Linked DNA regions of Mus musculus: regions 2, 3, 4, 5 and 6 are each linked to region 1. The links are chromatin contacts, called in public HiChIP or PLAC-seq, Micro-C and promoter capture Hi-C maps. All regions are on one chromosome and are shown on one strand. The core of a region is the stretch at or near the end of the contact, and the rest is flanking DNA. Distances in the headings are between cores, read along the strand shown. Region 1 holds the start of Msi2 (musashi RNA-binding protein 2). Region 2 has its middle 20 kb from the start of Ccdc182. Region 3 has its middle 20 kb from the start of Mir378b. Region 4 holds the start of Dgke (diacylglycerol kinase, epsilon). Region 5 overlaps Msi2 (musashi RNA-binding protein 2). Region 6 overlaps Msi2 (musashi RNA-binding protein 2).

Region 1 (5,122 bases), core at 827-3,326:
TCCCAATGCCACAGGCTGTGCTCGGCTGACAAAGAAAGTTCCATTTACTCTGCATTGGAGTTTCTTTGCAAGGTCCCTTGGCGGGAGGCTGCCCTCTCAGGGAGCCGACCCCCCTCCCCCCAACCTTGGCTTGGCAGCGTCTGAAGCTGCAATGGGACAGACACTAAAAAGGAAACCCCCAAAACCAGCCACCGCAGCAAACTTCTGAGCCAACTCGCTAGCTGTTTAAAAGTACCCAGTTCTAGCACAGAAGCAAAAGAAGGCGCTGTCCCTTTAAACAGGGCTGTCAATGCCCAGACCGGTACTGAAAAGGGGCAAACAACAACTATTTAGAAAAAAAAAAAAAAAGCAACCTACCGTCTTGGAATCTAACTCATGGTGGGGCTGACCTAATACTTTATCTACACTTGCTGGGTCTGCGAAGGTGACGAAACCGAAGCCTCTGGAAGGAGACAAAGAGGGAGAAAAACAAACAAAATGTGACACTACTGAGCGCAACAAGGAGACCCTATATGTAGACTAGGATGCGAATGTTGCCCCCACGCACCCCCCATCCCCACCAGCTCCCTCTATTCTCCTCTAACCCACAGCCCTCTGCCTCAAGAGGTAAAAATACCAAGGTTAGTGGGGGAAGCGGGACGAGGGGGCAGGGCGGCTGGAGGTAACTTGGAAAATGCTGGTGTCTCCACTCTGGCCGCCTCAGTTTCCTCTCCTCCTCTTCCCTTTCTTAAGGCTTTGTTTTATTCCGAAGGAAAACGGACACTAAGATATTCATTCACCTCCCAAAGAGGGGACTTCAGAGTTTGGGAGTGTGCAGAAGGCATACATTCAAATTTTTAAATTAAAAAAAAAAAAAAAACTATGTGGAAAGTGGGTGAACTGAATGTCATTTTAAACAAGAGAACAAGAAGCGACAGGAAAATGACTTCAAGCGGGAGAGATGGGCGTCTCTGAATCCAGAGTTCGGCCCTAATTAACAATAACCTTTGGGGTTATGGGGGGGGGGAGCGACGTTCCAACCAGCCACGCGCCTGAGCCCCATTCTAAATCCGCTTAGCTACTTCCGAAGACACCTCCAAAAATAAAACTAAAACTTTGTTCTAAAATAAAGGCAAAATCGAGAAGGGAATGCGTTACCTGGAGCGTTTCGTTGTGGGATCTCTCATGACCATACATTCTCTAATTTCTCCAAATTTGCTAAAATAGTCTCTAAGGCTATCTGTAGAGAGAGAGGGAGAGAGAGAGAGATGGGGGGGTGGGAGAAGGTGTGGAGGGGGGAGCAATGCAATTTTTTGATCAAGGACAAAAAGCAAAAGTAGTTTTCTGTTGTTATTCTGTTTTGTTTTTGCAATATTTTTGCACACGAGGGGGAAATTCAGCAACAGAGGTCGCGTAGAGGGCTCGGAAAGGATTTGCTATTTAAAAAAATAACCTTGCACAGGAGAAGTGGGGAGCCAATGGCGGGGTGGGGGGGCTCTTACACTGGGATAACAAAGAGCAATAAAGAAGCCAAGAAGGGGGGGACCCAGGCGTCCCCCCCTCCCTCCCTTACCTGGTGAGGTCTGCCAGCTCAGTCCACCGATAAACATTTTACTAGAGGGAGAAAACATAACCGAAGTGAGCACCGATGTCAGATCGGCCATTTTGACGTGTAACTTACAAAAGCTAAAAGGAAAGCTGGGGGGGAGCGGGCGAGCGCGAGCCTGGAGGTGGGCTGGGGGAGAAGGTGGCGGCCCCACGCCACCCCAAGGTGCGCGAGTGCCCCAAGGGTGCGCGCGGGGGCGCGGGGGGCGCGCGAATGCCCCGCTCCGCACCGTCGCCCGCACAGCCCCGAACGAGCCCGCGGCGGCGCGGTGGGCAGCGGCTGGAAACTTACCCGGGGTCGTGCTGGGAGTCGTTGGCGCTGCCCGAGGTGCCTGGGCTCCCATTTGCCTCCATAGCGGAGCCCCCCCGCCCCCCCACCCCCGACACACCGAGCCCCACAGCGAAGCGGAGCGCAGCGGCGGCCGGCTCCGAGCCCCAGATCTCCGTCCCTCCTCCCCCGCCTCCTCCCCCCGCCCGGCGGCTGCGAAGCTCCGCGAGCGCCGAGCCGGGCCAGCGGCGAGAGCCCGTCACACGTGGGCTCGGCTCAGCTCAGCCCCGCCGCCTCGCACACCCCCCGTCCCCGCCCCCCCGGCCCATCCCCACCTCTCCCCCTCCTCCTCCCCACCCCCATCTCCTCCTCCTCCTCCCCCTCCTCCCCGCGCACGTGGGGCGGAGTTCTAGAACGTCGTGTAACCAATGCGGTGACGTCACGCACCCCGTTCGGTCCCCCGCCTGTCCGCGCGCGCACACGCTCGGCCCCCCGCGGCAGCGGGACCCATCAGGGGCGGCGCGCGAGCCCCGCGACTCGAGTGGGGGGGTTGGCCACGCCAAGCAGGCGGGGAGACGGGAAGCGCACCCCGAGTCGGCTCAGATCACATGGGCTGGGTGTGGGGGAGGGGGAGGCGCGGGGAGCTCGGCCCGGGCTGTTCGCTGGGCCGGGAGGCGGCAGCGCCCCCGGGCCCCCCTAGTTCGGACTATTCATTCAAGTTCCTGGGGCCCTGCGCCCGATTCGGAGGTGGCACCCGCCGCCCTCCCTGCCTCTGTGCCCCCGTTTCCAGCCACCGCGCGGAAATTTAGGTCAAGGACGCCGGGAGCACACCCACACCCTGCGCTCCCAGGGCAGTCCTCGAGAACCCCGGGATCTGGGGGGCTTGCGGATGGAGGAGACCCTCCTGCACGAACACCAGCCACAAGTTTTATTTTCCCTTCGCGCGGCAAGTTCTCTGGCTCCCGCTCCACACTGGCACGTCCTGCACGGCTCCCCGCCCTTCCCCGCCAGAGGTACGGAGCCGTGCCCGCGAAGGTTATTTCGGAACTTTGAGAAACTGACGCGATAGATAACAGGGGGCGAGGAAGCAACCAGACAGGGCTTGCGCCTTACTCAGACCGCGATTTGAAAATATAATAAAGTGGGCTTGTAGGGGTCAAGGTCAAATGATTGGGGTTCAAAGCAAATGTTCATGGAGATTGAGTAGCAGTTTGGGAGTATCCCGAGGGTGGTTAAGATAGGTGCTTATTTCAGAAAATCCCTCGACCATTCATCCGTTATCTAATTTATTTATGTTTAAAGTTACTAGGGCTTCCTCTGTAAAGAGTGTAAGCGCCAGGAGTGAAATGGCTCTCTATCTCCCAAGACCTGCGGTAGGTCTTGGAGATAACAAAGCACCTTACCCCTAGTTTTTGGAACTAGGAGCCTCACAGATTCTGACACTTAGTAGGTGTTTGGTAAAAGTTCCCTTTCTCCCCTGGCAAAGTGTAAACTCCAAAGGATTGGTGACTGTAGCTTCCCGGGGGAATCGCACACTTCGTATTCCAGGCTGGCCAGATTCAGGCTGTATTCAATTTATGGAGTATTTAAAACAGTACGGATACAATTATCCTTATTGTTTTAAATTATTACAATAAACCAAGTTAATATGGCATGAGGGGCAACATAAAGTTGTGGTTCATCAAATCCCTGGGTTAATGTTAAGCATGCATTGATGCACAATTAACACTTTCCCATTAATTTTCATAGGATTAGGAGACAATGGAATTCACTCATCACCAAAACTATGCCGTGTCCATTGTGGGTTTGGAGACATTTGGAAAAATCTCAACACAGCCAAAGCTTTTGAGTGGTCAGACTGTCAATCTCTCTGTCCCCTAAACTGGGGTAGTGCCTCTCTGACAGCATGGATGGGCGGAGCATTTGTAGTGAACAATGTAACAATGTCAAAGTCCCTTTTTAAAATTGTGTACTTACATGGACTGTGTTTATTATAAATTGTGAATATGATTTTTAGAAGGCACTTCATAAGACTTCAGACCACAAACCCTGCTGTTTCCCAACACTCCAAACAAACTGATTTTTGAATCATCTGGGTTCCCATGTGTTAAAGAGCTGCATGTTTTTATGATGGTAATTGTTTTTTTGCGATTATTCTCAATCACAAAGTACAGGCAACACAGCTAATTGGATTATATTTTGGATTTTTACCGCAGAACCACAGATCATCAGAGCTAGAAAGGCCTTTCTTTACCCGGCTCCTTCCTTGAATATGGGAGTCCCAAAGGTGCCAGGCTGTCAGGCCGCCTTCCCACCCCAACCAGTTAATACCTAAAAGGGGCTCTGGCCATGGTTCAGTGCCCTTTGACTCTGTAGTGTGCTGTTTGTTGTTCCTCGATAGGCAGAAGTCAGTGGCTACCTTCCTGATGGAGACTTGAACAAACTGTTAAGTGGTGAGCTGGGAGGAGACCTGATGGGGCGGGGCCCCGAGCACTGCAGTGTCCAAGCCAGAGACTGATAAAGGACTAAAGGAGAAGGCTACTACGTCACTGCACTGTTTTTCTTAAGGTTGGTATTGTTGGAGTTGGAGTCTTGCAATGCAAGAACCCAGACAGGCCTTGAACTGGAGAGAGCATCCTGACACTGGCCACACCACCACCACCACCAAGTTTTATTTTTCCTTCGCAGATTGTGTTGTTTTGTTGAGATGGTGTCTCATGCGGCCCAGGCTGATGGTGAACTCCATAGATTGCGGAGGATCACGGCCTTGAACTTCTGACATTCTTGCCTCTGCTGTTGCAATTGTAGCTTGGGGCCACCGTGCCAGGTTTGCAGTGCTGGAGATCAACCCCTAGGCTCCCAGTGTCGCAGGGAAGCTTCCACCAACTGAGCCACACACCCAGCCTTCAGGAGGTTGTTTTGCTTGTCCCATCTCACTGCACTCACCACATACCTAGGTGGCAACACTCTGCTACAGGCCTTCTTCCCCTGCTCCCTGGTTCTGAGATTTGACCGATGTACAGATTGTAGGGTGACCATCAAGATAAACATGTGGGACAGTTTCATTGTCCAAAGCAAACACACACACACACACACACAAAAAAAAACCCTCCCCCTACCGCCCTTTGCACTAGGATTAGTAAGGGTTGATGATTCAGTGTTTCTTCTCCAGCTCGCTCAGCTCACTCGCTCGCTCAGGGTACCAGTGGTGGTGCTGTATAACTCACACTGCCTTGAGGACTCGCCCCCACCCCCACCCCATTCTGCTCT
Region 2 (5,122 bases), core at 976-3,475, 400 kb before region 1:
GGAAGGGCACATGAGTGACAAGCTATAATTAAAGCCTCAGTGTTGATCTCGTTGGAGAGGAACAATTCTGTCCACACAGATGAGGACCGTCCGCAGGGCCACCTTCTCCTTGTTGCTCTGTCTGCTAGAATGGGTGACCCCTCTTCTCAGGACCTTTACTGGCCCATCTCCAGCCCATCTGGCAGGTTTTGAGCTCTGGGACTCCTTTGCACGGAGGGTCCATGAGTATGACTGTCTGGAGACAATGGACCCAGGAAGCTCTGCAGTCTGTTGTAGGGATAGGACTGCCCTCCCAGGTGGCATCTCCCTGGTCCCATCTGTACTAGGTTCCTGCTACACTAGGGCAAGCCTGGGTGTGCGTGATGGAGCTGCTACTTGGTGTGGGAGAGAAGTTTCTCTCTACTAGAAGCTGCTGTCAGTTCATGCTACCCCACTGGCCAGGCTTTTCTGGCCCATGTACCCAGTCTGTGGTTGTTTTTCTAAGCTGAGAGGGTGTTTCCCCCTCTCTGGGGTCTTATTCTTTCATTTGATTGGCAATATTTACTGAGGACTTGTATTATGCCTTAAAAACAGAGAAAAGCAGGCAGACTTGCCCCCAGCACAGAGAGGAGAGCCAGGCACCAACAGACTGAGAGGACAGCTCCAAGCCACACGGAAGTCCCAGGCAGTGCAGACCCCTCCCGAGCATGTTGGATGGAGGGAGCAAAGCAGGACCCACTTCCAGGCCAAGGATCCAAATTTCCTTCTCCCAGCCTCTAGCCTATATCATTGTCCTAGGCCAGTGAGCCACAATCTCATCATGTATGTGATCTTTTCCAGGCCATCTGGGTGGCCTTGATCCCTCTAGCCATTCCTTGGCAAGGAAGCAGTATTTCTATTTTACACTTGGGACAGAGAGGTCTCAGGAGGAGAGAGGTGGGAAGGGACATCATATCCTAACTGCTTCCTACATACCTGTTTCTTTGTTGTATAAGAGGAGCCTCGCATGCTCCTTTGCCATCTCCAGCATCCTCAGGAAGCCAGGGTTCTCCATGTGTGGAAACAGTCGTTTCATCTCTTATGTTTTTTCTAAACCAGCTTTCCGATGGGATTCTTGGGCCTGTCAGGTTGGCCCCCAGTTACTCTCTAGAGAGTAGCCTCTGAGGTGGATGTAGGAGCACATGCCTACAAACCTCCCCCTACTCCACCCCAGAAGGCTCAGGCAGGAAGCTTGTCCTAAGTTTGAGGCCAACCTGGGTTATAGAGGAAGACTCTGCCTCAAAACACCAAACAAAAGCCATGAAAAGAGGAGTGTCTTCAAACAGTAGCCCTCACTTGTCTGTGAGCACTTGTGGGGTGGGGGAGAGTAACTCCCAGGGTTCACTCACCATCATTATTGCATTGTGGGCTGTGAGGAGAACTCTCTCTCATGTCTGCCAGTATCTGGGGGCTTACTGGCCACCCATAGCATGGAGTGGTACTCCTCCGTGTTCCTCACTTGCAGAAATGGCATTTCAGACTGCTGTCATTGTCACGCACCATTCTGCCCTCCTATGTCCATCTCAATGTCTATCCTAAGGACACTAGTCACATGGATACAGATCCACCCCTGCAGGATGACCTCATCAGAAATACACTAGCAACAACCTATCTCCAAAGAAAGTCATGTTATGAGACACTGGGGTGAGGATTTGGAAAGATCACTTTTGGGGACACATTTCAAACCCGATCTATAGTTGCTGGGAACCCCTGTCCCTACAAAGGCCACAGAAATGGCCAGTGTCAACACTGCCAGCCCATTGCAAGATGCCACCGGGAAGGGCTGTATTGGCGTCATTGTCCTTTGCTCTGACAGAGCCAAAACAAGATGCAGTCCACACTCAGTAAATGATCCTCGATGCTGTTGGTGACAGTGTCTTGCTTGTCCTGGCTCAGCCTCGAGATCTGGCCACAGAGCTGTTCCTCAGCACACAATCTACCCAGTGCCAGTTTGTCAGGAACTTTGTGGTCTGGTCTTTGTGAACCCTGACATCACAGTCTCCTTCATCACCAGTCCTGGGAGAGGCTAGCCCCCCCCCAACCCCCAATGGGGCCCTTACTTTTAGTGTGACAGCTATTTTATCTGGGCAGTAGGGAAACAGAGATATTTTAAGATGAGTGTGTCAGCTGGGGTCAGTTTCCGCTCGGCTATCGCTGGCGCTGTCAGGAGGAGAGCGGGTTTGGCTGTCCGGAGGGAGCCCATCAATCACTCCTGACAGCCCTTAATCAGACAAAGGAGCCCTCACCACCGAGGCACAGAGACGGAGAGACTATAGTTTTGTTCAGCTCAACAAAGAATTTTGGACAGGAGTTTTAAGTTGTGAATACAATCTCTCTATCTTCCAAGCATTTAGACCCCCAAAGCCTCAGGTCTGAGGACCTCCTACCTTTCTTCTAGGAAACTGGTCTCTTTACTCAAAGACAGACAAACAGATACACGCACACACACATACACATGTACACATGCATGCACACACACACACACACACACACACACACACACACACTCACACACAGAATGAAAATAAATAAGAGCAGGGAAAATGCACATCAAAAAGAAGCCTATGGTTCTTAATGGGTGCAAAAGGCTCATGAACAAAGAGACTCCATGCCACGCGAGGAGCCCTGGCACTAAGGTGGCTCAGAATGCTAGGGAAACCCAGAAGGTCTCAGCCAAATCCACTTGTTTACACCTTCTTCTGACTGCTTTTATTCTAGCAGGCCCAGGATGGTGGCTGCAAGAGATACTGCGTGGCTTGTGAAAATAGTAACATAAATCTTTTGTTGAGTTGTCGCTTTCCATCCTCCACCTTGACCGAAGCAGATCTCAAGGCGGGGCTGCTGAATGAGAAAATAAATGGGTTTAATAGTTACACAGAGCCTGCATCTCATCTTATTGCTCCTCATCTTTTGGCTTGGTGTCCCCCTGCATCTGCTGTCATCTCTCAGCCTGGGTGTGACAGCACTGACCTTTCAGTAAGATAAAGCAGAGGGTAAGGCCGGGCACTCGTCCTCTATCTTGCACGATGGCTACTTGCCAGCACATAGATTCTAGAGGGGCTCACTCTCTCACTGGGTTGGCAGCGGAAGGCTCCTCTGCCTTCGGGGGAGTACACTATCAGAGAGAGCTCAGAGGCAGTGGGAAAGGCCAAGGCCCTGCCCTGAAATCTATGAGATCTAACAGCAGAAACCAACAAAAAGCTCTTCCTGGAAAACAGGAAGAATGGTTGGCTTTCTCCAGTTTGAAGGGATGCAGTAGCAAAGTGGGAAATCTAGAGTAGATGAGGCTGTTGTCTCCTTACCCTCAAAGCTCTCTCCCTGTCTGCTCCTCACCCCCAACCCTCTCATCCATCTTTCCCTGTCTGTTCCCCCCACCACCACCCCTGAGACTGGGTTTCTCTGTGTGGCCCTAGCTGTCCAGAAACTCACTCTATAGACCAGGCTGGCCTTGAACTCAGAGATACATCTGCCTCTGCCTCCCAAGTGCTGGGGTTAAAGTTGTGTGCCACCCCTACTGGCTCCCTCTGTCTGCTCCTAAGCGGGCCTTGCTCCCTCCTCTTTCTGGCACTCTGGTTTGTCCCATGTGGTGGGGTGTGCGGTCCCTTCCAGCTCTGAAGCTCTTTCCCATGTTGTAATCCCAGATGTCAGGAATCTCCCTTTACAATGCCTATTTAGAACAATTTTGGAGAAAGCCTCAGATTTGGGACAACACACACACACACCCCCTTGGTCCTCAGCTAGGGGCCTGGTCACATAGTCAGCCTGGATCGACAGTGGAGTTTAATATTAAGATAAAAGGAGTTGGTACACACACAAGCTGGGGAGAAAGAGAAGCTCCCCCGGTGGGTAGTGGTGTCCCAGCAAGTCAGAGGCTGCAAGACTGTGAGCTTGGTGTACCAAGTAAGAGGAATCTCAGAAAACCAGAAGCACCATGGCCACACGGGCACGTGGACAGCGCTAAACCACAGCTGGGTCTAAAATCTAGAGCTGGGATTGCTTAACTTCCATCTGGGTTAAGACTGTTCTAGAAACAGTGGCATGTCTACAAATGTAAGGCTGAAAGAAACATTTGTCTGTCTGTCTCACTCTCCCTCTGTGTGTGTTTGCACTTGCATGTGTGCTCAAAAAGCAATCTTGCCAGGACCAACAAAGCTTGCTTGGCTAAGATGCTTATAGAGAAAAAACTGAAGTCACATGGGTTTCTAAGGTATGCTCAACTAGGTTAGCCCAGTGTCTTCTGGACAGCCAGGAAGAGGGCCACCTCTGCAGCCCACAGCCTCTGTATTTGGTTATCTAAGTCAGTCAATACACCCACTTCCAGACCCCATGTGCTGACAACACTTAGAGATGAAAGACAGGCAGGGACAGCTATGTCTAGGACAGTGGCTGCTGCTGCTGCCCCTCCTCATCTTCCTTTTCCTCCGCCTCCTCTTCTTTTCCTCTTCCTCCTCCTTTTTTGAGACAGGGCCTCACACTGTAACTCATTCTGACCTCTACCATACAATGACCTCCTGCTTAGACCTCCCCAGTGCTGAGACCATATAGGCTAATTTCACCATGCCCTGGTACCAAGGCTTCTTTTAAACCAAGAGGAAAACTTTGCAGGGAACTTCCAACATAGTTACCCTGTGTCTCCTTGAATGACATGTCTGTCACTTTCCAAACTATTACTCTGGACAAACAAAAACCTGCTATGATTAGCTTCAGTGAATCAAGATTAACTCGGGGCGGGGGCAGAGAGGGGTACAGCATTATCCCTGAATTTGAAATATAACTCCATCAGAGTTTTTACATGAACCACTGAGGCTACTAGTAGCATCGCTGAGCCTCAGTTACCTCATCTGTAAAGTGGGTGAAAGGGGTCGTGCCTTCCCCCTACACATGTCATTTACTTTATTGAATACAGTTTCCCAAACATTCAATGTTTTATTTCCCCTTTTCTTGCTCTGAACACTAACTGGCGTCTTGCCTGTCAGTCACCTCTGTTTTTAAAGCTTTCTTCATCACATCTGATGTTTTACACACACACACACACACACACACACACACACACACACACACACGTGTATATATACACACGTGCGCACACATGCACACACACACA
Region 3 (5,122 bases), core at 1,075-3,574, 390 kb before region 1:
ACTAGTCAGTTTTTCTGTCATGGTGACAAAATGCATTTCATTTCAGGAAAAATGAAAGCCAGCAAGATTTATTTTGGCTCTGGGTTTCAGGTTTTTTCAGCCCACGGTTGGCTGGGTTTTTTTTGAGGCTTTGGTGGAAGGGAAGCCAGCCAAAAATGGTGGGAAGCCATTTTGGTCACCACATAGTCACCAGAAAGCCCAGAGAGGTGGTGCAGTCTCATGGGGCAGAATGCACACTCTGACAGCTGTGGTGCATGGATGGAGACAGGGGAGGACCATTGCTAGCCACTGTGTCACCAGAGAAGGCATCTCTGTGAGGACACAGGGGACAGACCACTACCTGCCGCAGAGCCTGAGACAACTGTCGAATCACACAGACCACTGACGGGTTGGGTTAAGGGGCAGGAAAGGATAGAATTTGGGTTCTGAGAAAAAAATAATTAAATTTGGTCTGCTGTTCCAGAGAGTCAGTCACACCACCGAATGGATAATGGTGTCCTCCCTTCTCTCCCTAGGTTCCTGTATCAGCTGTGTGACAACCCAATCCTGTCTTCCATCCCCAGCTGGAAGGCGCAGCCTTGCTTGCCAACCTTTTTCTCCTGAGGAGGGAAGGGGCCCGCACACCCCGGCGGCGGCAAACACAGCTGCTCGGCACTCAGACTCAGGGAGTGAGGGCAGAGGTGCTGGCCTAGCTCCAGCTGGCTCTGATTCCGAGAATCACTTCTGGAGGACTTGGAGTGTGCCAGTCCCTCAGCGGACCTTCCCCTGACAGCTCCATCTTCTCATTCCTGACTCCCTATCCCCATGTATACATCCGGGTGACTCAGAGGTACCATGAAAGGCGATGGAAATCTTTCATGAAGTGGCTTAAAAGCCTTAACAACTATCCTTCACCTTCAGAGAAAGCCTTACTTAGTTTTGCTCAAGTTTGTTCTGCCACCATAGTCTGGGTGGCTTTAATGATAGGCAGTAGGGGTAGCTGGGAAGTCCAAGGTCAAGAAAATGGCCATCTGGTGTCTAGTGAGAGCGTGCTTTCTGGTTTACAGATAGTGTTTTTGTGCTGTGTCTTCCCATGGCAGGAGAGGAACGTGGGAGCTTTCTAAGGATCTCATAAGGGCACGAATCCTATTCTGGGGGGTGGGGTTCCACCCTCATGACCTACTCATTCTCCTAAGCCTTTGCCTTCTAATAGCACCACACTGGGAATTTAGACCTCGTCATGAATTTGAGGATGAGGAATGCAAACATTCCTGAATCTGAGTCTAAAGCAAAGCCCATGGGCTGCATAGAGCTCGCCACAACCTAATAGAGATGTTGTTATCCTCATTTTACACACACACACACACACACACACACACACACACACACACACACACACACTTTCTTTACTTTAGTTGCTTCTTCACTTAATTTTCTTCAGCTCTTGCCCCCTCTCAGCATATCCTTTAAACTTCTGTCCATTTAAAAGAGGATTCTGTTTGGGCTCTTGGGCTTTTCCTGGAGTGGATATTTCTCATCCTCTCCTATCATTTAAATCTGCCCAAATGAGGTCCAACTTGGCCAAGACCAAATTCCCCCGGGGAATCATGGGAGCAAGTGAGAGCCAAGGAGAGGTTGACTTTTTTGAGTACCGTTCTTTGCATATGGCAATGTCAGCATTAGCCAGGCGAAATTGTATCAGCCCGCACTTCCCCATGCCCACTGACACACGCAAGTCGCACCTGTACTCTTGTCAGACAGCCACCTGTGCTGGCCCCCGTCATCTCCTCTACCCAATTCTTCACGGACATTTTACCTTTGGTCGGTATTAACTTCTGATATTCATAACCACGACTTTGATTAATGCAAGACTTCAAAGCACCTTTTGAATCATTAAAGAAAGATTAAATTATCTTCAGGATAGTTTCAGTATTAAGTGTGGTGGAGCTAATTCAGGTTCTCTGGAAATTGACAATATGATCCATTTCTACTTTATATAATCAGAAGACTCAGATTAAACTCACGTAAGAGTCCAGCCAAACTGGGTTACTCCGAATAGGAGGTGAGTCCACAGGAAACCATAAGCACACAGTCACATCTGGGAATGAAGCAGAAAGCCAGAATCCAATCCAGCCAAATGCTGTCACTACCTCATAAATCTCCCAGAATTCAAACAGCCCTGAAGGTCTGCCCAAGTCATAAGTTAGACTTTGCTGCTTTCTTCCATCTCTCTGGGCTGGGCCATGCTCAGGGTCATTTGGTTAATGCAGGACTCCATCTTCATTGCTTCATAACTAGTTTTTAATCAGTGATGATTGGTGAGCTGGGATGCTGCGGGCCAGCCTGTCTGCTCTCTCCTCGGCGAGTGCCCATTGATATGCCATGGCAATTAACCAGAGACCTGTGGGAGGGGTGGCGAGGGCATAAGGGGAGGCAAGCTGTTGGTGTGGCCACATGCTTCATTCTGCCACCCAGGGGGGTCTCTCTGGCCCCACACCAGCTTTTGGAGGGCTGATGAAGGGCGCCTGCAAGCTAGGGGATGTCCTTAAAAAAGGCGATGACTGCAAAAACTGGCCCTTTCAACAGTTCATCACCCAAGTGGCAGAGAGGATGACAAAGTGGGTCAGTCATTCAAATCAACTCTGACCATTAAGGAACTAACTCAACAACTGGGAGAGATGGAGCATCATAGACTCTACTGGAGTATCTCAGAGTAGCTGAGATGGAGGCTTAGCATGCGAGAGCATCCCTTAGCCTGGAGGGAGGGAACGTATTTGGACAAATATACACACTTGTCCCCTCATATCCCCAAGTGTGAGAGTATGGAAGTATATATATATATATGTGTGTGTGTGTGTGTGTGTGTGTGTGTGTGTGTGTGTGTGTATGGGGGGGGGGGAGGGCTGGAGAGACGGCTCAGCAGTTAAGAGCACTGACTGCTCTTCCAGAGATCCTGAGTTCAATTCCCAGCAACCACATGGTGGCTCACAACCATCTGTAATGAGGATCCAATGCCTTCTTCTGGTGTGTCTGGAGATAGTGACAATGTACTCACATACATACACTAAATAAAAATCTTTAAAAATATATGTATTTATTTTTAATTTGAGTATGTGTATGGATGCGTGTGTGCATGTGAGTTCAGGCAGTCTTGGAGGACCCAGAAGAGAGCCTTGGATCCCCTGGAGCGGGAGTTACAGGCAGCTGTGATCTGTCTTTCACGTGAGCTGGGAGAACAGTATGTGCTCTTAACCCAGAGCACTCTTTCTAGTTTCCAGATGCACTTTTTTTTTCCTTCAAGACAGGGCTTAGCCGGGTGTGGTGGTGCACGCCTTTAATACCAGCACTTGGGAGGCAGAGGCAGGTGAATTTCTGAGTTTGAGGCCAGCCTGGTCTACAGAGTGAGTTCCAGGACAGCCAGGGCTACACAGAGAAACCCTGTCTCAAAAAACAAAAACAAAAAATAAAACCCCAAACAAACAAACAAAACAAAACAAAACAAAAAGACAGGCTTCTCTGTATAGTTCTGGCTGTCCTGGAACTCGCTCTGTGGACCATTAAATCACAGACATCTGCCTACCTCTGCCTCCCAAATGCTAGGATTAAAGGCATGTCCCACCACTGCCTGGCTAAAGATCAGGGAATTACAAAAAAAGATTTATTTATTTTTATATATACGAGTGGTTTGTTTTCATGCACATCAAACGAGTCAGATTCTATTATACATGAATGTGAGCCACCATGTGGTTGCTGGGAATTGAACTCAGGACCTCTGGAAGAGCAGTCAGTGCTCTTAACCGCTGAGCCCCATCTCTCCAGCCCCAGAGGCACATTTGATTGGACAATCTCAAAAAGATTCTGATGAAGAAGAGATGGGAAATGTCCATGGGGTGATAGTTTTAAGTTAACAAGTTTACCTATCTCTCTCTCTCTCTTACATAGTTCTAGAGCCTTAGCACGCACACACACACACACACACACACACACACACGCACGCACACTCGCGCACACGCACACAAAGAGGGATTTTTTTTTTTTTAAGATTTGGCAAGAAGGGCACAGGTCCAAGAGAAACTGAAGAGTGTGCGACAGTTTTTAGCTACCTTGACAGCATCTAGAATCACCTAAGTGTCACACTGAGCAAGGGAATCAAAGAATTTCCCGGGGGCGGGGGGGTCATTTAACCAAGAAGGATCCCAGGTTTAAAATTCCGACTTCCGTCTCTCCGCGTCTTCTATCGTCCGTCTGTTGTGTGAGCCGGAATCTGTGCCTGCTTGCAGGCTGTCCTGTGACTCTGTCCCTGGGTCTTTCCTTAACAGAGGGCTTCTCTCCCTCTTTAGTTAAAACAGCAATGAGAGCGTGGCATGGGGAAGCAACAAGGGGTGGGGATGCTGTACGGAGATCTTTAACAGAGGCTTACAAGGGATTAAGTAACTGACTTTAACTGACTCAAAGGGCAAACGGTGCTGCCAACACCATTGTTTATCAATCAGTGTGTGTATGCGCGTTGCTTTTTAACATTTATGGCGGATAATCACTTGTAAGATTCCTTTCAACCTGTGTTTGGCGTTTTCAGCAAATGATTATCATAACACACGGATACAGACACACAGGCTTCACTTGGGTTAGGCAACCGAGAGAACACATAATAACTTAAGATCACAGCTGTGCCTTAGCTTAGGTTGTAAAGGGTGATTAGATGGGAAATCCGAGGCGAATGAAGGTTGGTTGTTACAATGTTCACTTAAAGGCAGGTTAAACAAACAGGCTGAGTACACAGTAGGATAGCAGTCTTAAGTGTTAAGTGATTTCAAGTGTGTTATTAACTCTGGCTGTGAGGCCCATTCAAAGTTCCAGTCTCTTAGAATGTAAGAGATATTTTTATCATAATGCATTGCCACGCCATAGGAGTCAGTTCTTTGTTTCCACCCTGTGGGGTGGGTCCCAGGGGTTGAACTTGGGTTGTTAGGCACAGGGGCAAGCATTTTTACCAGCTGAGACATCTTCCTGGCCTTGATACATTCTTCTAACACCTAAACAGACTAGCTCAGGGAATATCTCCAGACCTCATGAGGACCCACAGAAATTGTAAGCCAGTTCCTCGTGGTAATTTATCTCTATTCTTGTGAATTTACTTCTGATT
Region 4 (5,122 bases), core at 1,553-4,052, 340 kb after region 1:
ATTTCATAATAATTTCCTCTGGGAAGACAAGACTAAGGCTGGGAAGGCCTGAACTTCTAACCCTGTTATTTTTGGGTGTCAGTTAAGTTTCTAAAAACTAGAATATATTCATGAATTTCTTTACTAAGTTTTTTGTTTGTTTGTTTTTTTGGTTTTTCGAGACAGGGTTTCTCTGTGTAGCCCTGGCTGTCCTGGAAGTCACTCTGTAGACCAGGCTGGCCTCGAACTCAGAAATCCGCCTGCCTCTGCCTCCCAATATCTAGGCATTTTTTAAGGTTAGAGGGATGACTCTGTGATTAAGGGCACTGGATGCTCTCCTGTAGAGAGCCTAGGCTTGACTCCTGGCACCTGCATGGCAGCTCACATCCCTCTGTAACCCCAGTTCCAGGGCAACAGATGCTTTCTTTTGGCCTCCATGTGTACTAAGCATACATGCAATGCAGATAAACTTGCAGGTAAAAGACCCACAAGCATACAGGTAAAATAATAATAATAAACCTTAAAAAAAAAGTCAGGTTCAGAAATAGCGTGACCACATGTCTTTGCCTGACTGTGATGACTTTGATTTTAGCTTATCTTCTGGCATCATCATTAACAATGCTCTCAATGTGTCCCAGCAGAGATAGTAAGTTCATAACACGACTTTTTAAAGAGGACAGAAAGGAGAGATGGCTCAACGGTTATAAATGTGTGCAACTGCTCTCACACAGGGCCCTTTGATCCCCAGCACCCACGCTGGGAAGGCTTACAACATCAGCTCCAGGGGAGGCCGATACCTCCTTGTGGCCGCTGTGGGTATCTGCACTTGTGTACAGATACCAACACCAACACACACATGCAACGCGAAAGCACTCACAGTAGCTTCAGAGCTATTAACTTGAAAGCGTGTGTGGGAGTTTCTATTTGTCCAAAATAAAGCCTGTTGGGCAGTGAAGACCAGACAAGGCTCTGACAAGGCTGGGTGTTGGAAGTCTTGGGGAACCAGCCCCACTTTATCTTCAGCTTTCTCAAGTGTGGAACCAGTGAGGAGGAGATAATCTGCAGGGCAGCTCTGCTGTCCACCAGCTTCCAATACCTACAATCCCTTCCAATAGGAAGCCTGTTCCACACAGCATTTCACCGCGCAAGATTCCTTGTTCAGTGTGCATGCTGAAGCCAGGAAAGCAGTCAGGTTAGCTCAGGTGACTCATCTGACACTTAGTCCTGAAAGATCTGACAACAGAAATGTCCTTTCAAGACTGGGGAGAGAGCCCAACAGCCTGATGAGTTAGGAGCCACAGAACTCGAAGGGAGCTCACTTTGCACCCCCACACCCCATAAATAAATGAGTGGAAAACGTAAATCTCCTTTCCCGTCTTGTGTGTCAAACACTTGACTATGACACCAATCGCTACAATAGCTACAGAAATTTAAAGCCCTGCTTTGGGTTGACCCTTGTTTTCATAGTTCCAAATCAAGAACAAATTGGTTTTGTGACTGGCATAAGGTTCTTTGTGTACCCTTCATTCTTCCTTATGTAAAGTGGGATGCTACAGAGTAGCCACGAGCCAGGCAGCACTTAAACAGGCCTTTGATGAAAATTAAGAGCCTTGGCAGGGGTGGGAATTTAGGGGTGGTGTTGGTGGTGGAATTCAGTTGTTAGAGAGCTTGAATAACATGCTTAAGGCTTTTGGGTTGGATACCCAGCACCTCATGAACTGGTTCAGGTGATGCAAACCTGTATTTTCAGCACGGGGAGGCGAAGCATTAAAAGTTCAAGGTCATCTGCTATCCTTAGTGAGTTTGAGGCTAGCCCGGGCCACAGGGGAGAGACTGTCTCACAAAGGGTAAAAACAAAAATAAAAACAAACAAAAACACCAACCAACATCTACATGAGACTTGCTTCAAACGCCAGGGATGCCGTGAATAGTTTGGGCCATTTGCTGAGATGAATTTAGGTCTCACCACCCACTGTTTACAATCCTGCCTCCCATAAAAGCCATACCTGTAATCGCACAGTTTAGGCTGGCTGCCACACTGCTGCCTGCAGAATACACAGTAAGAGCACAGGGGCACGTTGCCGCGGATCCAGTGGTGGGGCATGGCATCTGCGGCCTTGTCGTTCTTGAGCATGATCTCCTTGCACGGGAAGCGCTTGTCGACCTTCTTGAGGCAGCCCTCGTCCACGCGGAGCCCACAGCAGTCGCAGAAGGCTCCTTGCAGGATGTGCTGCGCGCACACGCAGCAGTAGGTGGGGTGGCTGAACAGGTCGGTGTCACGCCAGCAATGCTTGCTCTTGCGGAAGATATCCCTGCGGTGCAGCTGCCGGCGCGACCGCTGCAGGCTACACCATAAAGTGATGAACACCGGCAACAGCACGGAGCACAGCGTCCATAGGACCAAGTGGCCATCAGGGAGCAGGCTCTGGGCGGGTGGGCCGGACCGCTGGTCCCCCTCCATCTTCTCAGGCCCAGGCGTGGCCTATGGAGCGCCGGGTCCAGAAGGCTTGCCTTCGGATTCACTGCGTGGGGTTGCGGCTCGTCCCGAGGCTGCGCGTGGCCTCGGCCCCGGGAAAGGCGCAGGTCGCACCCGCGGGCTCCGTGCAGTACAGGCTTGGCTCGCGGCCACTGCGTTCACAACGGCTGTCGCGCTGAGCCTCGCCCGTGCCTCTCTCGCGAGGTCTCCGGAGACCCCCCCCCCAACCCCCCAGTTCGCTCTCGCGGTCGCCGGTACCACCTACAGCCAAGCCTCCGGCCGCCGTCCCACCCTCAGGCCGCGAGATCTGCGTGGGATGAGGAGGCCGCGCTTGAGAAGCGCACCTGCGCAGTCCGCACGCCGGCCGGCAGCTCGGCGAGGGCTGGGAGGGGCCTGACGCGCCCACAACTTGGGCGGGGCCAGGTAGGACAAAGCCAATGGCGGTGCTTTCCGATGGTGGGCGGAGCTAGAGGAAGGCGGAGTCTGCGCTGATAAAATTTGTAGGCGGGACCAGGTGTAGGGCGGGGCTCGCGGCGGCGCTCCCCTTGGGTGGGAGGGGGTCAGGTATGAGGGCGTGGCGGAGGCTAAGAGGTGGCTTGGAAAGTTGAAAGACTTCAAGGGTCTGGACCATCTAGGAAAGGATGAGCAGAGGAACGGATAAGATGGTGTGGAATGAGGCATGGTTTAGGGAAATCAGGGGCGGAGTAAGTACATGGTTGACTATCAAAAGTTCAGAACCAAAGGAAGTTCTACCATAAGTGACTTAACAGTATTTGACCTTTAGCCTGATCCCCTTCTTCAACGGTGAAGGTGGAATTGGCATGATTATGGATATCGGGGAATCCTGGATGGAGAAAACTGGCTCTTTTGAAGGTGTTATGTTCATTCAGAACACAAGTCAAAGACTGCCAAAAGTTACCAGTGTATTATATAAATATAATAAAATAATAAAATAACTGGACATGTGGCCCACATGTGGATGGACCTCTGTGAGTTCAGGGCCAGCCTGATCTACATAGTGTGAGGACCAAAACAGGAAAAATAAAGCATACAGGTTAAGAGTTCTGTTTGTATTTAAGGATAAGTTCCTGTTTGTCTTGTGTTTGTTTGACCCATCTGCACGGATGTGTTTGATTACATGTGGACCGGAAGTAAATCAGGGTCACATGTAGGCAGGAAATACATCAAGATTTACGCTTGCCCCCAGTTGAACCAGACGGGAAATGCAGTGAATTGTGGGTTTTGCCTTTTTAAGCCCGTGCAAAGCACGACTTGAGGCCATTCTCTGGGAACCCCGAGATGAACTTGGCCAGAGAGTCCATCACCTTGGCCAGTATTTAATTAAAGCTTACATTAAATTTGGTTTTAAATTGTGGTAGTGGTCTTATTCTCTACTGAGGGATTATCACGAGTTCTTGGTCAACTAGGGATACACAATAAGACAAACAAAACAAACAAAACAATGCAAAACCAACCAAACAAGCCGGGCAGTGGTGGCGCACGCCTTTAATCCCAGCACTCGAGAGGCAGAGGCAGGCAGATTTCTGAGTTCGAGACCAGCCTGGTCTACAAAGTGAGTTCCAGGACAGCCAGGGCTGTTCAGAGAAACCCTGTCTTGAAAAACAAAAACAAAAACAAACAAACAAAAAAAACCCAACCAAACAACAACAACAACAAAAACCCGAACCAAAACAACCCCAGGGATAAGAGTTCACCTGATTTACTTCCGGTCCACATGTGATCAAACACATCCGTGCAGATGGGTCAAACAAACGCAAGACAAACAGGAACTTATCCTTAAATACACTTTGTATTTAAGTACCTTAAATACACAAAGATCACTTTGTTTTACTTTGGCCATTCATGGGCCAGAGAGATGGTTCAGTAGATACCTGCTGCTAAGCCTGAAAGCCTCACTTTGATTCTTGGGACCCAAACACTCTCTGTGGCATGTGAGCACCCCCCCCCCACACACACATAAATAAATAAGTAAATATAATTTAAAAAATTACTTTGGGGGCTTGAGAGATGGCTCAGTGGTTAAGAGCACCGACTGCTCTTCTGAAGGTCCTGAGTTCAAGTCCCAGCAACCACATGGTGGTTCACAACCACCCATAATGAGATCTGATGCCCTCTTCTGGTGCATCTGAAGACAGCTACAGTGTACTTACATATAATAATAAATAAATCTTAAAAAAAATTACTTTGGGCATACAGGTCAGCTTCAGTCTATCTAGGTCATGAACGAGTTTCTATAATTTGTTCTACAATTCTATGATAGGATTCTATAATTCTGTAAAATGCAGGCTCTGGTCCCCTTTTTCTCAAGGAGGAGACCTGAGGTTATTTTCCCTTTGAGACAGCTTCCCTAAATGACCAGCAAGCACCCAGACCCACCTAGGGGGCACTAGCATTGATATATGTTGGGGTCCAGGAGTCACCCCACAAACCACAAAAACACGGATCTCAGTCAGACAGGGATGGCTTATTGAGCGTTTGCCTCAGGACTGATTGATCAGGGCTGCAGAGCAGACAGACGCAGGAGCTGACTGCTACGCTAAGCCAGGATTCTGCAGAGCCTTTAAGCCTGAAGTCCACAAACATCTGTGCTAAATGGCTTCACCAATCAGGACCTATGGATAGGATTTCCTCAGGTACGCGTATCTG
Region 5 (5,122 bases), core at 1,582-4,081, 340 kb before region 1:
GAAGGGGAGGAAGTGGCGCTTTTTCTGGCTTCTAGCCTTGCCTAAAAGCATGAATGTTCAAAGATGAGACTGTGGGGGTGGAGGGCAGGATGGTGAGGCCTGGAGAGCCCTGAGTAGCTATCACTAAGAGGTAAAGTGATAGGCTGGGCTGCCTCTGCCTTAGGAAGTGAATGTGCCTGCAAGAGGCTTCAAAAGTTCTCTATGGCAAAGTAGGACCAGTATCCCTGCAACCCAAAGTGTCTGCGCTGATATCAAACTGGCAGAGTCTGTTGTCTTTCCCAGCATCTACTCAGATGGTGACCACAAAAACCAATGGAGGCAGGAATGGGCAGGAAGGAACGGAGTCCTGGGCTTTTTTGACTCTATCACTGGTCCCTAGATCTGGGATACCTTTTTAATATCAACTGAGGAAACTTGCCTTCTTTTACTTTTTATTTATGTGTATGTGTGTGCATGCCACCCAAGTGCCAGGTATCTGTGAAGGCCACAAGAAGGCATCACATACCATGGTGCTGGAGTTACAGGCAGCTGTGAGGCACCATGTGGGTGCTGGGAACAGAACTCAGGTCCTTTGCAAGAGCAGCCAGTGTTCTTAACTGCTGAGCTATCTTTCCAGCCCCTACCTGGTGAACTTCTTTTTGTGTTTCAAGGCTTCGTTTGGTTATTACATGCTACGGTCTGAAATTCTCATCTGCTAGGTATTAGGGGGTGGGGCCCTTGGGAAGTGAGTAGGCATGAGGATGGAGCCCCCTTAGTGAGATTAGTGCCTTTATAAAGGAGAATCCAGGGCTGGAGAGATGGCTCAGCTGGTAAGAGCACTGACTGCTCTTCCGAAGGTCCCGAGTTCAAACCCCAGCAACCACATGGTGGCTCACAACCACCTGTAATGAGATCTGACGCCCTCTTCTGGTGTGTCTGAAGACAGTTACAGTGTGCTTATGTATAATAACAAATCAATCTTTGGGCAAGCAGCAACTGAGTGAGTGGGGCCAACCGGAGCAATTAGATGTCCTAAAACTTCAATTCCCAACAACCACATGAAGGCTCTCAACCATCTGTTCGGCTATAGTGTACCTATATACCGATAAATAAATATTAAAAATAAAATAAAAAATAAAAGAGAATCCAGGGCCAGCAAGCCAGCTCTGCAGGACACGGCACTTGCTGAGCTGGCCTAGAAATCTGAGTTTAACCCCTAATGTTCATCTATGGTGGGAGGAGAATTACCTACAACATAAAGCTGTTCGCTGACCTCTACACACTCTGTGGCAGGCATGCTCCACCACATCATGTACAGACATACACATACATAATAAATACTCACCTTAAGAAAACAAGACAGAATCCAAAGAGTTCGATAGTCCCATGCCCCACCCTCACAAAGGGAAGATACAACAAGAAAACAGGCATCTGTGGACCAGGAAGTAGTCCTCACCATCACAGTGAATCTACAGGTAACTTGACCTTGGACTTGCCAGCACCTACTCCTTAGGGAATAGTTAGCCCCAGGTTATGGTGTTGTCACTGTAGCAGGAATAGGCAAGGACTGCCCTTCACAACAGCTCTCCAAGTACCATCAATGGCTCCCACTATGCTCACTGCTCCTGTGCCTGCCACTATTGGAAATGCCCAAGCTGGTCACACACAGGATGCGTCTGTAAGCTCTGAGCTCACTGCCCAGTGTCTCTCTGTGTTCTGAAACTCTCTGGGGCAGGTGCCGGCGGTTACACCATGCTGTTTTTCAGCAACCAGAGAGACAAGACTCAAGGAATCCAGACTAAGCTAGACTCAGGGAAAGAAGTTTCTTTGTGGCTTGGGTGGAAGGAGTAGTGGATACATCTTGGTCTCCTGCACGGGCTGATCCCAGAAGTCATGAAATACCGGATCCGCAGGCCCCATGTGACAGTCTAACCCCCTTTCATACTCTGAGTAATTCTTGTTGTTGTAATTTTGTTTTCTACACTGCAGGCTTTCTCTTGGTTTTACTAATAAAAATCAAAACTGAAGGCCTAGGAAAGGTGATAAGGTTCCCTTATGGCGAAACTCAAAGGGGACTTTAAGGCAGGTATCTGAGAAGGTGTAGGAGAGCTGAGGGCAGCAGGGGGAAGAGATGGAGGTGGTAGGTACCAGTTCTCAGCTCACAGGGAATAAAGTACACACTTGTAGCCTCTTTCACTGTTAACCCTGCCTGCTCCCACAGACCCCTCAGCAAACCTGTGAGGCAGGGTGACCACTGTCTCTATTTAGTAGGTTTCGATAGGTAAGGGACACTGAGGCCCAGTGTCTATGCAAACTAAGAAAGGACCTCACCTCTCAGCTTTCTGCAAAGCCAGCAGCGTGTAGTATGGGGTGTGGGCCTGTGCACACGCCCGTGTGTACGTGTATGTCTGGTGTGACTGTGGGGAGCTGAGCACTCACTTTGTTGCATCCTCTCATTTATGCAGAGCAGCTTCAAGAGGCACAGAAAGCTGATCGCAAGTGAAACCCCCAATTCCTGTCAATTCAGATTGCTCCAATTCATTTCTGCAAATGTTTATTAAGTGCCTATTAGGCAGTGTGCTCCGCTTTCATCTGGGAATAGAGTCAACTCTTGATTTTCCATGCCAGCGAGGATCGCTCAGTGATACTGCACACCCACAGGTCCCCACAAACCTCCCTCCAGTCCTGGCTGGATTTGGGGTGTGCTGTCGACTTTCAAAGTGGCAGATCTGCTTCCTGACTAAGCTTGCCTTTAATATTCAAATGAGAGGATAAATCCCAAGTACACAGAGGGCCAGGTGGCCGTTGGGCTGGCCTCTGGGAGCTGGCTTGTCATTTAAAAGCGCCTCTGTGAAGAGGTAATCTCTAGAGAGGAATGGGGAGGGGGAGGGCAGAGACGGGTTACAGGGTTGATGCACAAGGCAATTCCTTATAAGGCCACACCCCGCTTATATAGCCTTGGCCCCACCCAGGTGAGTGAATCTTCAGCTCCATCAATCAACCTAGGAGTGTAACCTCCCACCCTGACATTTCAGGATCTGCTTCCTATCTGGTGAGAGGCTCACCCCTACTCACAGAGCAAGGAGCCAGGTAGAGCCAGACAGGTCACCACACCGAGTACCACAAAGGTCCCCTGTGTGAATATGTCTGGGATGGGATAAGGTGAGGGTGAGGAAGAACCCTTACAGACAGAAGCAGGATGGAGGCGACAGGAGCTTAGGCTGACACTGAAGGCCTGGGCTTTCTGATTTGTGAGTTCTGAGATTCCACCAGGACAGCGCTGAAATGGCCTCTCTTGGCCCAAGGCTCTGAAGACTTGTCCAGAGAGAATAGAACAGGAGACCAGTGTGGGATTCAGTCCTGAGTGCGGGCCCAGGGCTTCCTTTTCTGAACAGGGACAACCTTGAGAGTCTCTGTCACTATGGTGGGCCCGAAGAAGGGCACAGAAAGGCCACAGGGCTACCCCCTTGAAGCAGCTCAGTACCACTCTAGATAGAACAGGTATTTGGAGAGAGTGTTATCTGCTTTTCTGGAAACTTGGCAAAAGTACTGTTCTCTGGGCAGACCTGGCAGCTGGTGTAAGTCACAGCCCTGTGCCCATAGCCAGGGTTCTTCCCCCAGCCTGCCCATTTGAGGAATACTATCTCCTGGATACTCAAGATGCTTACTCTGCCTCTGTAGGCTGTGACTGGCCACTAACTCGTCCTTGTTCAAAGCCTCAATATCTTCAACCAATGTCACCTAGCAGCAGCTCTGCTGACAAAAGGTTATTTGAGGTCCTCTTCAAATGAACAGGGCCTCTCTGAGCTAAGCTGCCTCACCTCAGACCACCTCCTAATGAGCACTATTCAGCCAGCACCAGGGACTGGCGCTGGACAATAACTAGGAACGAAGAGGGGTTTAGTGGCTGTGAGTCCTGACGAGCCATCCCAAGGGTAACTAAGCCTCAGGTGTTCCAAGGCTGGCACCCTCAAAAGCCAATCGCCATTGGTCACAGTGGCATCAGAGACCCGATCTCTCTCCATTGCTAAAGAGGCAGGGAACACACTGGCAACTTCTAGCCCCAGCTGCTGGAGAAGGGTCTCCCCAGCCTGGGACCTACACAGCCCCTCTCCTTCTTACACACAGTAGCTCAGGAGGGGAGGCATCAAGGCCGGGTTACAGGATGCTGGGTTGGCTCTCCCGACAGCCTGGAACACTGCAGATAAGGTAGTCAGTCAATGAGATTTTGGGCAGTTGGTGCTATGTTAACCTTTACTGTCCTTAGTAGTGCTGGAAGATCCCAAAGAGCCACCTGCCAGCCTGTGACAAGGGAGAGGAATGTAGCTGAGAAGGTAAAACTGAGGCGATGGGGTGCAGACAGGAGGGGACAGCCTTCTGGACTCACTTTTGACGCTTCTATTCTGCCCTTTGCACACCCTAACCCGCTATGGAAGGCCACCTCTATCATCCTCCACTGTAAACCCTCTTCCAACTCTTCTTTGCTTTGGGGCCTTGACTCACTCTGAAACCTGATTCACACTCCCTGCCAGTTCCTCACTCAAAGCCCCGAGGCCTGCCCCGGGGACTCCCTGCTTCCCTGGGGCACTCTGATGCCACTCCTACCACTGATGAGCAGATTCAGGCAGCACCACCGTGAGAACTAAAGATGGGAAGATCACTCTAGAAAGCTTACTTCATTAGCCACTTGGATGCTCAGAATTTCATTCTATGGCTGTTACTGACTTGCACAGCTTATTCACAGACACACATGCATATACCATCCCTCAAGTACAACTCAATTAAAAAGTCACTTTCTTTTTTTTTAGAGCACAAGGTCACCTGGCTAAGAAGTGGCCCTAGAATAAAAGACCCACCCTCCACATCACCATCCAGCAACTTGTCTATTGCCCTTTGACCTACACTGTTCTGGGAGTTTGGAGAGCAAATGGGTGCCCAAGTGTGTGCACTTATGTACAGACCCGCCCCTTATGCAGATGTGAAATGCTGTCTTCCTGTAGAAGGGAGTGATGGCACAGGGAGGGGCAGGGCGCTATCCCACAGCTGTCACAGGCAGATGCTCTGTCTTTGCTCAAGGACAGATCACCTCTATCAAAAGCCCAGGGCGCTCTGCCAGAGTGCCGAGACAGAGGGGAGAGAGCTG
Region 6 (5,122 bases), core at 660-3,159, 260 kb before region 1:
GCTTCTTGAATTCAATGAGAAAACTGATACAGTGGGGAGAAGGGGAAAGAAGCCGATAAACAGCGTTTATCATTAAATTCTTGATGGATACTGGAGAATAAACCCCACTCAATCCTAGCCCAAGTCCAAGTTTATCAACATAAAAGAAATGTGTTAGTGTGAGCATTGAGGGCCAATCGCAAGGCATGCTCTTTCCCCATGCAGTTCTGACATACGGTATTCAGTAGTCATGACACAAAATGGCAGGTCTGAGACTGGGCAACCTGTGCCAGCTATAGGGGATGGGGGTATCCAGGTGGGTGACTGTGTGACCTTGCCATCTCCAAAGAAGGAAGCACCTGTTGCCATAGCAAGCTGGTGGGTCTGAATCACTCAGCCAGTCCATAAGTAATTACCAAGCACCTACTACATCCTGAGGGCTGGGGATGGAAGACAGAGCACGACTCCTGCCCTTCAGGTTTTACAGTAACCAGGGGGTTCAGAGTGAACAAAGACAGCAGGGTTGCACGGTGGGAGGAGGGGCACAACCTTCAGGCTCTCAGGGGTTGGCCCAAGGAGAGGGAGGGGGAAGATTCAAAATTGAGACATAGGCCGGAATTCAAGGGGCAACAGAAACACAGGCAGGTGAGGAGACAGCAGGGAGGCCAAGCTGGGGTGTCCACAGACATTTCTGAGAGAGAGAGAGGGGAGCCTGGAGGCAGGCTTGAGGGCAGAGTGACCTCCACAGACGTGAGATGCCACAGGGTGAATCCTTAGGTGAACATGTTTCTTCCAAGAGACGGGGGTTAGGATGCTCCAGTTAGCAAGCTCATCTCTACTTTAGGGGGACTGCTCTTCCATCCACTGCACACAGAACAGGCGTGCACAGAAGCCTAAGCCATCAGTGTTCAGATACAGTAGAGGGAAACAGCGTAAAGGGACGTTCCCGAGAAGAGAATGACAGTCACCTAGGCAGCAGGGACAGGATAGACCAGAGTCTATACAAGTTAGGAGCAAGAAGCCCAAACTTGGAGGTACCACAGACACACCTGGGTTCCCTCCCAGAAAGTCCCTCTTGGTTGCTCCGCCTGGGAAACAGGCACATCTGGACTGACCAGGATCAGCACGTAGGTGACATGAGGCAGAACAGGGGGGACGGACGTTCAGCCTGCTTGCCATACATGGGGGTTGTCTTCCAACCCGGATGGAAGGCAGGTGCAGAACAGTCGCTAGTACCTTGCAACACCAAGCAGGCAGGCAACAGAGCTTTCTCCAGTCCCAAGTTGAGTGTGTGCACACAGACTTATTGAGGAGGGGGAAGGTATCACAGGATGCAGAGCTCCAGCCTCATCGGAGCAACCGGCAGCAGATGCTGTCGGCTCTTAGCAACAACGCTGCTTGCTGTACTTGATGGAGGGTGACTTTGCAAGCAACAAGGCTCTCTAGCAATGCTCTGTAAAACTATAAATTTACTTTGAAAGTACCAAGTCTAATTACCTCGCCAACACTCTTTGCATTTTTAAGAACCGTTCCCCCACCCCTCCTTAAACTCTTGATCACAAGGACCCTTGTTAGCAATACTTGGTGTAGGTCTTGTTTCGCCTGTTGCCGTGGCAACAAAGCAATGTTTACTAGCATTTCTAGGCTGGTACATCTTTATTAGCACCCGATCCCATGAGAAGCAGGAAGCAGTGCCGAGGTTTAAAGAGCATTAATCCCTTTAAGCTTTGCAAACCTCTCTAGTTAGGGAGCCCAGAAAGGGGGGAAATTGAGGTCTCTGCCATTTGCAGGGCCCTACTAGATTCGTTAAGCCTACATGAAGAACCAGATTGGGGGAAAAAAAAACTTTATCTCTCTGGAGCTTCACTTTCAATTTCTTCTTCTCTTGAAAGAGACAAACTTGTGGCTTGCCTTTGCTTCACAAGAAAAGTTTCCAATCCGTTCATCACAGAAGGGCCGCCGGCTCTTTCCTCTCGGCCTCTCTGGCTTTGCTGTTCTCACTAGATAAATGTAACTTTCAAAAGCAGTTATCTCTTGGCCAGGCGGAAGGGAAGCCACAAAGGCTGCTTGGCTGGGCTGCCTGTGTACCCTCCTCTCCGGCCTCTGTGATGAGAACGGACAGATGATTGAGAGTGAAGATAGACTCTAGTGTACTTCAGGGGTCTTGGAGGTGGGGGGGGGGCGTGGAGAGGAGGAGAGAGCAGAGGGGAGGAAGAGAGGGGGAGAGGGGGGAGAGCAAGAGTGAGACAGAGAGACACACACACAGACAGAGACAGAGAGACACACACACACAGAGACACACACACAGAGATCCAACTTCAAAAAACAGCTTAAGGCATTGCACCCATCTCTTTATCCTTTGGCAGTCTTGGAAGGGTTTTCAAAGTCAGCACCAGGGCCACAGTGGAAGTGGAGGGAGGAAACGGGTTCCCATTTCCCCTCCCACCAAATCTCATTCATCTTTCATTGCAGAAAATCAAAAGCCAGTTAGGGAATCCAGGAAGACCTGTGGCTGAGGGTTGAGAAAATTATGCAAGTAAAAGCCGATATACTAACATCCACTTCAGCTTCCCAAACAGCTTCCAAAGCCGGGCGTGGTGGCGCACGCCTTTAATCCCAGCACTCGGGAGGCAGAGGCAGGTGGATTTCTGAGTTCGAGGCCAGCCTGGTCTACAGAGTGAGCTCCAGGACAGCCAGGGCTATACAGAGAAACCCTGTCTCAAAAAACCAAAAAACTGTAGTCAAAACCAAACAGCTTCCAAAGGGGCACTTTAGAGCTAGCAGAGACCTGGTTGTCCTCCGAGGTCCTCAGCTCTGAGTTCTCAGTCCAGTTCACTCACGGCTGCTTAGCTGAAGAGCGCAGCCATTAGAAGCTAGCCTTGTGTGGGGGAGGGGGGAGAGGAGTGAACTGACTCATGACAAAGCCTCCATTTGAAGTCATGTGATTTCTGATCCTACTCTTCAATAGACTAACTACCTTCCATTATTTCCAATGGGTCTACAAAATTGTTAAAACAGTACAAAAAAAAAAAAAAACCCAAAAAACAGACAAACTACCTATAAATCACTGAGACCTCTTTACTATTTTGGGGGAGGGGGATGAGTTAAGAGTTCTTTCAAAGACCAGTATCAGCCAGTTCCAAATTTGGAACAGCTTGGTTCTCCTATACCACCAATCCTACAACCATGTGGTCTCTGAGATGTTTCCACCGATGTCCCACCTGGTTCCTAAAGCAATCCGATACCTCCTGTGCTTACAAATGAATAAAACAGGGCAATCAAACAAACCAAAGCTAGGAAAAATCAATGATCACAGAAAGAAGAGGCAGTAGGTATCAACGAGTCAGGTCTGAGTGGCAGGGTGAGAGGTCAAAGGTCAGGGAGGCTAAAAACCAGTCACCCTTTGGTTGTAGAGAAACTTCAAAGACCAGGTTTCTGTCTGAACATGAGGAAACTCACCTGACTGTCCGAGATGGGAAGCTGTTTTTGGAAATAGAATTTAGACTCCTATACTCAAGGAAGCCCCTCAGTCTGGACCCTTCAGACAAAAGAGGCCAAACACTTCAGATGGGCGACTCCTGGCTTGTCACTTCCGGTCTGGATATACCAGGGCAGCGAGGGAGTCTGGGTTAGGATGCAAATTCAGCTCCCGGGACCCTTGTAGAATGGACTTAGGAATTACAGGCCAGTGAACATGACTCTGAACTTAATTAAGCAGCGGCAACTCCCTATGAGCTGTGTGGGTTATTCTGTGTCACAGACAATAAAAATCTCAAGGGCTGGTGGTTCAGTGAGGCTGGAAATATGTGCCGTGACATACAGACAGTCATGTGCCTGGGTCCTGTGGAGCTAGGTCATAGGATGCTAGGCCTCTCTGTTGTAACATGAGGATGTCGGATGCTCTGGGCAGTGAGGACGGGAGCCAGCACTTCTGGTGAGATGCTGGCCTGGCCGTGGTGACAGGGGCGAGGTGGGACCTGGAGGAAACAGCTCCTGCCTGATCTTCTTCCTCTCAGGAGCATTTAGCATGAACATCTGTCCTGAGCCCTAGCTGGAGAGCCTACTGTTTCCAGCCTTGCATCTGCATCTTGTAAAGGTCTCCACCTTCGGAGCCCAGTGGAAGTCCCTGACACTATCAGACATCTTGTTATTAACATCATAATCTTGTTCCTGAAAGCTATGTGGGAAGCATCAGTAGGGGCAAGGGAGGAAGGTAGAGATGACCACATGTGTGTGAATACCTGGTGGGTGCATCAAGAGTCAAGACACTGAGCATCCGCCAGGGCTGCCGATGTCTATCTACTCTTGGCTGAAAGTCGGCTTCCAACTCAGCAGTGGCCTCCCCTTAGGCTACCACTAATGTGCCCCCATCTACGGGCTCTCTACATCCCTCTATTCCCTCTTCCAGAGACTGCATGAGGCTCAGAGTACACCCCCAGTCCACAGCCTACCAACATCTCCCATCGGCATGCAGTGTGATAGGAAGGGGAGCCCTTGCTTATTTGCTCAGTTTACAAGTTTTGGTTTAACAGGAGAATGTCACCTGAACCAGGTGAGTGGTGCGTGGTTACAATCCTTGCATTTAGAAGGCCAAGTCAAGAGGACTGCTATAAGTTCAAGGTCAGCATGGGTTACATAATGAGATCCTGTGCGTTGTGTATGTATAAGAGAGACAAGAGACGGCAGAGAAAGAGAGACACAGAGTTGGGAAGTGGGAACATAATGCCAAGGCTGAAGCAAGAGGATCGTTAAGTTCAAGGCCCACCTAGGCAACTTAATGAGACACCCCCCACCCTAAAAATGAAATGATGGAAAAAAGATAAGGCTCACTGGTACAGTGCTTGCCTGCCATGCAGGAGGTCTTGAGTTTAATCCCTAGTGCAATACAGGGACAATGGGTATGGAGAGAAGGAGGAAAACAGAAAGGCAGAAATAAAGAGGAGAGGGGGACTTGACAGGAGGCAGAGGGCTCTGTGTGTGTGTGTGCGCGCGCGAGTGTGCACATGTGTATCAGCCTTGCAAACTGCAGCCCTGTTCTGAGCTCTCCAGCAAGAGCGAATCTGCCCTGTGTGGCTGTTCCTGCTGGGTGGAAAATTCCCACCAATGGCCAGCTAGGCTTCAGATTCGAGACAAAGAGGCAAGA

Evidence for each region. Promoter capture Hi-C pulls out the DNA fragments that hold promoters and counts their contacts. A called contact is a pair of places that touch in the nucleus more often than the background predicts. HiChIP or PLAC-seq counts read pairs in DNA pulled down with a chosen protein or histone mark.
Region 2: a contact with region 1 is called in a promoter capture Hi-C map of the HPC-7 cell line, with 7 times the contacts expected there. The contact joins the enhancer-like site here to the promoter of Msi2 in region 1. A contact is called at or near these places in 13 of 39 promoter capture datasets (3T3-L1-derived adipocytes, the C10 cell line, the HPC-7 cell line and 8 more), 1 of 15 datasets of contacts at CTCF or cohesin (large pre-B cells), 1 of 484 Hi-C or Micro-C datasets (B cells), 21 of 115 datasets of contacts at active chromatin or transcription factors (T-cell acute lymphoblastic leukemia, acute myeloid leukemia, bone marrow-derived macrophages and 15 more) and 1 of 9 other capture datasets (liver).
Region 3: a contact with region 1 is called in an H3K4me3 HiChIP or PLAC-seq map of embryonic limb bud, with 3 times the contacts expected there. The contact joins the enhancer-like site here to the promoter of Msi2 in region 1. A contact is called at or near these places in 4 of 39 promoter capture datasets (the C10 cell line, cranial neural crest, embryonic stem cells and 1 more), 1 of 15 datasets of contacts at CTCF or cohesin (large pre-B cells), 1 of 484 Hi-C or Micro-C datasets (cortical neurons), 24 of 115 datasets of contacts at active chromatin or transcription factors (the NIH/3T3 cell line, T-cell acute lymphoblastic leukemia, acute myeloid leukemia and 16 more) and 1 of 9 other capture datasets (adipose tissue).
Region 4: a contact with region 1 is called in a Micro-C map of embryonic stem cells, with 3 times the contacts expected there. The contact joins the promoter of Dgke here to the promoter of Msi2 in region 1. A contact is called at or near these places in 1 of 39 promoter capture datasets (pre-B cells) and 3 of 484 Hi-C or Micro-C datasets (embryonic stem cells and rod photoreceptor).
Region 5: an H3K4me3 HiChIP or PLAC-seq map of embryonic stem cells shows a contact between it and region 1, with 7 times the contacts expected there. The contact joins the enhancer-like site here to the promoter of Msi2 in region 1. A contact is called at or near these places in 12 of 39 promoter capture datasets (the 3T3-L1 cell line, the C10 cell line, HPC-7-derived erythroid cells and 7 more), 1 of 15 datasets of contacts at CTCF or cohesin (large pre-B cells), 24 of 115 datasets of contacts at active chromatin or transcription factors (T-cell acute lymphoblastic leukemia, acute myeloid leukemia, bone marrow-derived macrophages and 15 more) and 3 of 9 other capture datasets (adipose tissue, liver and pancreatic islet).
Region 6: an H3K4me3 HiChIP or PLAC-seq map of embryonic basal ganglia shows a contact between it and region 1, with 4 times the contacts expected there. The contact joins the enhancer-like site here to the promoter of Msi2 in region 1. A contact is called at or near these places in 9 of 39 promoter capture datasets (3T3-L1-derived adipocytes, the C10 cell line, the HPC-7 cell line and 5 more), 1 of 15 datasets of contacts at CTCF or cohesin (large pre-B cells), 5 of 484 Hi-C or Micro-C datasets (cortical neurons, muscle stem cells, nephron progenitors and 1 more), 30 of 115 datasets of contacts at active chromatin or transcription factors (the 230-238 cell line, the NIH/3T3 cell line, acute myeloid leukemia and 21 more) and 3 of 9 other capture datasets (adipose tissue, liver and pancreatic islet).

The regions. Positions count from the first base shown.
Region 1 is chr11:88,716,153-88,721,274 of GRCm38.p6, forward strand. Msi2 (musashi RNA-binding protein 2) reads right to left here and starts at 2,077. Exons shown (of 14, transcript NM_054043.3): 1 at 1,877-2,077; 2 at 1,553-1,593; 3 at 1,138-1,219; 4 at 358-442. The coding sequence starts at 1,938. It overlaps C030037D09Rik (RIKEN cDNA C030037D09 gene), which reads left to right and starts at 2,491. Exons shown (of 4, transcript NR_038058.1): 1 at 2,491-2,865; 2 at 4,254-4,420.
Region 2 is chr11:88,311,631-88,316,752 of GRCm38.p6, forward strand. No RefSeq gene overlaps it. Among named protein-coding and RNA genes, the nearest start is that of Ccdc182, 20 kb to the left of the region's middle. Within about 2 kb of position 2,226, at least 23 of the 459 cell types and tissues checked have an H3K27ac peak or open chromatin away from gene starts, as enhancers often do. A contact at or near this core is called in the HPC-7 cell line, where this site is marked.
Region 3 is chr11:88,330,332-88,335,453 of GRCm38.p6, forward strand. No RefSeq gene overlaps it. Among named protein-coding and RNA genes, the nearest start is that of Mir378b, 20 kb to the right of the region's middle. Within about 2 kb of position 2,325, at least 13 of the 459 cell types and tissues checked have an H3K27ac peak or open chromatin away from gene starts, as enhancers often do. A contact at or near this core is called in embryonic limb bud, where this site is marked.
Region 4 is chr11:89,057,946-89,063,067 of GRCm38.p6, forward strand. Dgke (diacylglycerol kinase, epsilon) reads right to left here and starts at 2,803. Exons shown (of 11, transcript NM_019505.4): 1 at 1,986-2,803. The coding sequence starts at 2,440. It overlaps Dgkeos (diacylglycerol kinase, epsilon, opposite strand), which reads left to right and starts at 2,806. Exons shown (of 4, transcript NR_110336.1): 1 at 2,806-2,878.
Region 5 is chr11:88,376,285-88,381,406 of GRCm38.p6, forward strand. All of the region lies in intron 10 of Msi2 (musashi RNA-binding protein 2), which reads right to left. Among named protein-coding and RNA genes, the nearest start is that of Mir378b, 26 kb to the left of the region's middle. Within about 2 kb of position 2,832, at least 30 of the 459 cell types and tissues checked have an H3K27ac peak or open chromatin away from gene starts, as enhancers often do. A contact at or near this core is called in embryonic stem cells, epiblast stem cells and heart atrium, where this site is marked.
Region 6 is chr11:88,453,727-88,458,848 of GRCm38.p6, forward strand. All of the region lies in intron 7 of Msi2 (musashi RNA-binding protein 2), which reads right to left. Among named protein-coding and RNA genes, the nearest start is that of Mir378b, 100 kb to the left of the region's middle. Within about 2 kb of position 1,910, at least 58 of the 459 cell types and tissues checked have an H3K27ac peak or open chromatin away from gene starts, as enhancers often do. A contact at or near this core is called in the HPC-7 cell line, embryonic basal ganglia, embryonic limb bud and 5 more, where this site is marked.